Linked DNA regions of Urocitellus parryii: region 1 is linked to region 2. A link is a contact called in public Hi-C data. All regions are on one chromosome and are shown on one strand. The core of a region is the stretch at or near the end of the contact, and the rest is flanking DNA. Distances in the headings are between cores, read along the strand shown. Region 1 holds the start of Hnrnpa0 (heterogeneous nuclear ribonucleoprotein A0). Region 2 holds the start of Dcp2 (decapping mRNA 2).

What was found. Hi-C and Micro-C count contacts between places; a contact is called where the count stands out from the background.
Region 1: a contact with region 2 is called in a Hi-C map of muscle, with 3 times the contacts expected there. The contact joins the promoter of Hnrnpa0 here to the promoter of Dcp2 in region 2. A contact is called at or near these places in 2 of 2 Hi-C or Micro-C datasets (liver and muscle).

What each region holds. Positions count from the first base shown.
Region 1 is chr1:124,375,594-124,378,293 of mUroPar1.hap1, reverse strand. Hnrnpa0 (heterogeneous nuclear ribonucleoprotein A0) reads right to left here and starts at 1,296. Exons shown (of 1, transcript XM_026410691.2): 1 at 1-1,296. The coding sequence starts at 1,208. The coding sequence ends at 303.
Region 2 is chr1:124,202,208-124,204,907 of mUroPar1.hap1, reverse strand. It overlaps Dcp2 (decapping mRNA 2), which reads left to right and starts at 1,266. Exons shown (of 12, transcript XR_003300017.2): 1 at 1,266-1,519.

The DNA of each region.
Region 1 (2,700 bases), core at 47-2,546, 170 kb before region 2:
AAAACAAGACATTTTGCTAGTATAAAAACGACCAAGGTCCAAGTAATAATAAAAAAATAGAGTCCATCAATGACTGTAACACAAAAATGTGTATGTGGGGCCGAGTCCATTCTCGCAGGGAGAGACAAGAGAGGTGGCAGGCAAACAGGGGAACACCCCCCAAGGGTTAGCAGCCTTAGAAGCGGCTCCCCCAAGGGCAAAAAGGAGAAGGCGGTGGGAGGGGGAAGGGACTTAGGAGTTGACCCCACCTGGGTTGTTGAAAAGAGCTACCCCTATAGCCACTCCCAGACATTTTCAATTTTTTAGAAGGAGCTGCCTCCATAGCCACCCCCACCGCCATAGCCGCCTCTGTAAGGTCCACTGTTACTGCGACCGCCCCAGCTGCTGCCTCCGCCTCCGCCGCTCTTCATCGGCCCGTAGGAGGACTGGTGCTGGCTGTAGCTGCCGAAGCCGCCGAAGCCGTTCCCGTAGTCGCTTCCCCCGTAGGACGACCCGCCTCCGCCGCCTCCGTAGGCGTTGTAGCCACCGCCGCCACCGCCGCCGTAACCTCCGTAGCTGTTGTAACCGCCGCCGCCGCCCTTGGACAGGCCGTTCTGGTCTCGCCCACCGCCGCGGCCCCGGCCGCCGCGACCACCGCGGGAAGAGCGAGAGCCGCCGCCTCCGCCGGCGTGGATATCCTCCTTGGGGACCGCCTTCTTCACCTCCACGCGGTGGCCCTGGATGGGGTGGAACTTGACCACCGCGGCCTTGTCAGCCGCGTCGTGGTTCTGAAAATACACGAAGCCGAAGCCGCGCTTCTTGCCCGACTGCTTGTCGGCAATGATCTCGGCCTTCTCCACTGTGCCGAACTGCGAGAAGTGCTCGATCAGGTCGCCCTCGGCCACGTCTCCCTTAAGGCCACCGACAAAGAGCTTCTTAACCTTGGCGTGGGCGCCGGGCCTCGCCGAATCCTCCCGGGACACCGCCCGCTTCAGCTCCACCGTGTTGCCGTCCACGGCGTGAGGCGAGGCGGCCATGGCGGCGTCGGCCTCCTCCACATTGGAGTAGGTCACGAAGCCGAAGCAACGGGAGCGCTTGGTCTGGGGGTTCACCACCACCACGCAGTCCGTCAGAGTCCCAAAGGCCTCAAAGTGGCCGCGCAGGCCCGACTCACTCGTCTGCACATTGAGGCCGCCGATGAACAGCTTACACAACTGGGAATTCTCCATCTCCACCGCTCGGGCCTTCCCCCCGCCCTGCGAGCTCCGGGGTTTCGCCGTCGCCGCCGTTATCGTTAGCGGAGGCCTCTTCACAGCTCGGGCCCAGCCGTTGCTGGAGCCGCCACCGACGGGGAAGGGAGGAAGGGAAGGGGAGGGAAGGAAGGAGAAGAGGAAGGGGGAGGGAAGGGGAGAGGTGCCGGCTAGAGGGCGAGCCGAGGAGACTGGAAGACAACCAAGGCCGCCGCTACCGCCACCTCCGCTCCCCAATCTGGGCACCACACAAAGAGGCCGCTGAAGGCGCGCGCACCCTCCCCGAGGCGTGCGTCACCAGCGACGTACGGTAGCCCAGGGCTGCCAGCCAATCCCCGCCTCGTTCTCCTTAATCCCGCCTACCGCGCCGCAGCGCCGCTCTCGATCACGGACTCCCCGCCCTCCGCGGTCTATTCAAGCCTTGGGCCTGGTGTGCTTCCACCGCTTTTCGTACCGCCCGGCTTTCATTCCCTGTAGTCCCAGTGTACCAGGACGAGGGACTCTTCCTGCGCTCTGCGCACCTCCGCGGTTCATTTCCTTCCAGCCTCGCGGCTGTTCCCACTGATTCTCCCCCTCCCCTTTCCTTATCCCCTCGCCCAACTCCGCAGTGGCGTTCGCGCCAGCCCCTTGAGAGACATGTCAGTTCAGCCAATCACCGCGATCCCCTTGCACCCACTTCCGTTTTCGGCGACCGCTGGACGGGCGCGCTCCCCGGTGCGCGCTTCCCCCGGCTCCCCCTGTGTGCAGAGCCTGCCTCTCACCCCCGCGCCTCCTCCCGCCTACGGCTTGACAGGGGAGGGAATGAGGGGCGCGCTGGGGGCCGTTCCCAACGGATACGGCCTGGGGCTCCACGCGCGGGCTTTTTGAAAACTTGACTGTTGGGGTTGGGGGCCTGTATCCACCCGCCGCGTCTGGGCCGGCCGGGTACACCTGGCGTCCCCGCCCCTCCTGTTCACACAAAGATGGAGGGCAGAGGCCTAGTCCAGAAAGGCGGTTATTAACCGTTTACAGTGGGCCTGACGCGTGGTTAATCTAAAATATTTGACACGTGGTCCTGTGCAAAGAGAGCCCGAGCCAGGGTGAGACAACAGGGCGCCAAAAGCACCTCAGACCTTAGGACCCCGACGAGGCGTGAAATCCCCACAAACTTCCTGCCATCCTTGAACCTTAGCTTGAAACCTACAGTTCCCCTTTGCACGGTCCAGCAGACATTTTCATTTTACCTCCATGAACCCTTTAAATGCTTTATTTAGTGCATCTATGCGCTGCTTCCTTTCAACTAAAATGCTAGCTTTTTTAAGCTGTGGTATCAGACCTAGGGAATTAAACAGAAGAATACTCTTTACAAAGATCACACACCCAGTTACTGCCTTAAGAATCCTCACTCAGGCAGGAAGGAATACAAAAGATAATCCATTAATTGAATTTTTGGGGTGTCAACAAAGATACACGGAAAGGGACTTAGCTATAT
Region 2 (2,700 bases), core at 17-2,516:
CATGCAAGCCAAGCGCTCTACCACTGAGCCACAACCCCAGCCCTGGTGCCAGACTTTTATATCGCTATGGGATATAAGAGATTTCACACATCAGCAGCTGATGAGAGGGTGAAAGGAAGCTGAAAACACAGTAAGCAGTTCATCTCAATAAAACACACACAATTTAGGCAGTTACACAGGAATGTGAGCGGAGGCACTGGCACGCTGCTCTCACAGGAGTGTGAAGAAATTATGCAAACCTAGATATAATGAATTTGACCGAAATTAGGAGAAAACATGAGATATTAAATGGTAGAACAGACTAAACTCCTGATAGAGCCGGTGTGTGTGGTGGGGGTTGGTGGGAGCTGTGAATCTGATATAAGAACAGATGGATCCAGTTTCGCCAAAGATCACGAATGAATTTGGACTCAACTAAGATGAGAAATGAATGAGGACAAGCCAATTACAGTGGTGTGTGTAATTGGTAGAATGCAAAGCCCATGTTCAGGTTCAGTGTTTCCTGAGATCTCACTGGGTGTCAAGTAGTGGGATAAAGTCCTTTTCTTCATATTTGGGACCAGGTGTCTGAGGATAAAAGAGAGGTGAAGCACATTAAAAACTGCATACTCTTTATGGGCACGGTGCACGCCACTAATTCCAGTGGCTCTGGTGGCTGAGGCAGGAGGATTGCCCAAGTTTAAGGCCAGCCTCAGTAATTTAGTGAGGCTCTAAACAGTTTTGCCAGACCCTGGAGAGGTGGAGAGGTGGTTAGGTGGTTAAGCGCCCCCAGTTTCAATCCCCAGTACCCCCAAAAAACAAAAATAAAATTATAGTAAAAGGCACAACCAGTGCCTGGAGAAATGGGGGGGCGGTGGTGAGTGAGTGCGCAGGCTATTTGGTGAATACTTGAATACATGTTAGTGCTTATCGGATTCTCGGGGTTGCCTCGCGTGGTGAACGAGTCACGGAAAAGTCAATGAGACCACGCCGAAGTCCCGGATGTTGGTCTCGATGTGGGCATGGAAGACCCTAGCTTTCTAAACTTCCAGGCGGTGCAAAAGAGGCCTGATACGCATGCGCCTACCCGTCCTGGCGCTCAGTCGAAGGCGGCGGGAAGTTGGTTTTCCGAGCAGGAACTGAGCATCATGAAAAAGGATTGGAGATGACGGACCAATAAACAGACGTCTCATTGGCTTAGCGTTCTCAGACTCCCAATCCTTTAGCTTCCCATTGGGCCTTTTAAGCAGGGCAGGGGCGTGACTGTCGGGGCTCCGCCCCGCGCCTCGGCCCAGCCTCGGGGTCCTGGGCTGAGGAAGCGGGACGGAAGTGAACGGGTCCCGCTTCTTCCCCCTTGGCTTTCGTCGGAGCTGCAGCCGCTGCCGCCACCGCAGCCCGCTCTCCGGCTAGCCGGAGCCTCTTTTCTGTACCCTTGGTCCCCGGCCGCGCGGAGCCGGGATGCACTGCTCCTGCTGTGGGTCCTCATCATGGAGACCAAACGGGTGGAGATTCCTGGCAGCGTCCTGGACGATCTCTGCAGGTACTGCGCTGCTGCGGGTTTCTTCTCAGGGTCGCCAACCCCCGGGCGTCCTCCGCGCGCCCGCTTGAAGGTCCTCGCTTTCCTCTCCCGCCGCCGTCAGCTCTCCACCGCCGACTCTTCCCCGCCACCGCCCCCTCTCCGTTTCTGCCGCAGCCTCCCTGTTTCTCACGGCCCCCATCCTCCCGCGCTGAGCACGCAGTGTCTGGTTTTCTCAGTATCCGCACGGGTTTCGCTTTCTCGCAGTTGAAGCCGCTCGTCCAGAACCAGAGTTTTCTTTAGCATATTTTCGGCCCATTTCTGTCTCTCTCTTTTGGTTGCTGACTTTCACACACCGTTTCTCCTCCCTCCGTCCCATTTTCTGAATCTGTAGGAAGCCCCCAGTGTATTGTTGGGTCGTAGGGTCTCTGGTACCTGGACCCATGGCAAGGAGCAGTTTTGAAACTTAAAAACCTTTCTTCTGCATATTCGTCTATGTCCGTGGCATTCTCTATACATTCCTAAAAATAATTTCTTATTCTCTCTTTCCCAGGACTTAAAAATCTTCGAGAGGGAGAGGGGGAAAAGTCGAGAGCTGCTTTTCTTTTCATCCCTTAATTATCTTACTTGAAAGGAAATTCTCATTCGCAGGGTTTTAACTCGGGGTACGTACACTTTCCCAGGAGAAATTTTGTGCATTCTTTCTTGTCAGCTGTGGTTTCGGATAACCAAACACGTGTAAAATGTACTTAAAATACTTCTTTGAAGTAAAATTTTATGGTAGTTAAGCGAGTTGTCGTCCAGAGATGTGGATTGTGAAGTCATTTGGATTACGAGTGAGTAAAAGCTCTGGTAAACACTTATGTACTTTTAATTATTGTACTTGTGTTTAAAGGTCAGACTCAGTGGTGTCGCATTCACGCTAATTTTTTTTTTTAAATGCCAAGGAAAGTTTGTGGAGTTTCTGCTGTGCTAGGTATTGGATGCTCCCTTCACATTTATCATTTTATTTAATTCTCGAAATAACCCTTTTTTGATAGGTGAAGTAATTTTCCATTTGTTTTCCAAACATGCAGAGACTTGGTAATTTAAACACGGTCACATTCATCTTAATTCAGAAAATCAAGATTTGAAACCTGTGCCTTTTCTTTTTCCAATAGTACCTGTGCTTTTTTCCCGTACCAAGTCCAACATTTTGCACTTCA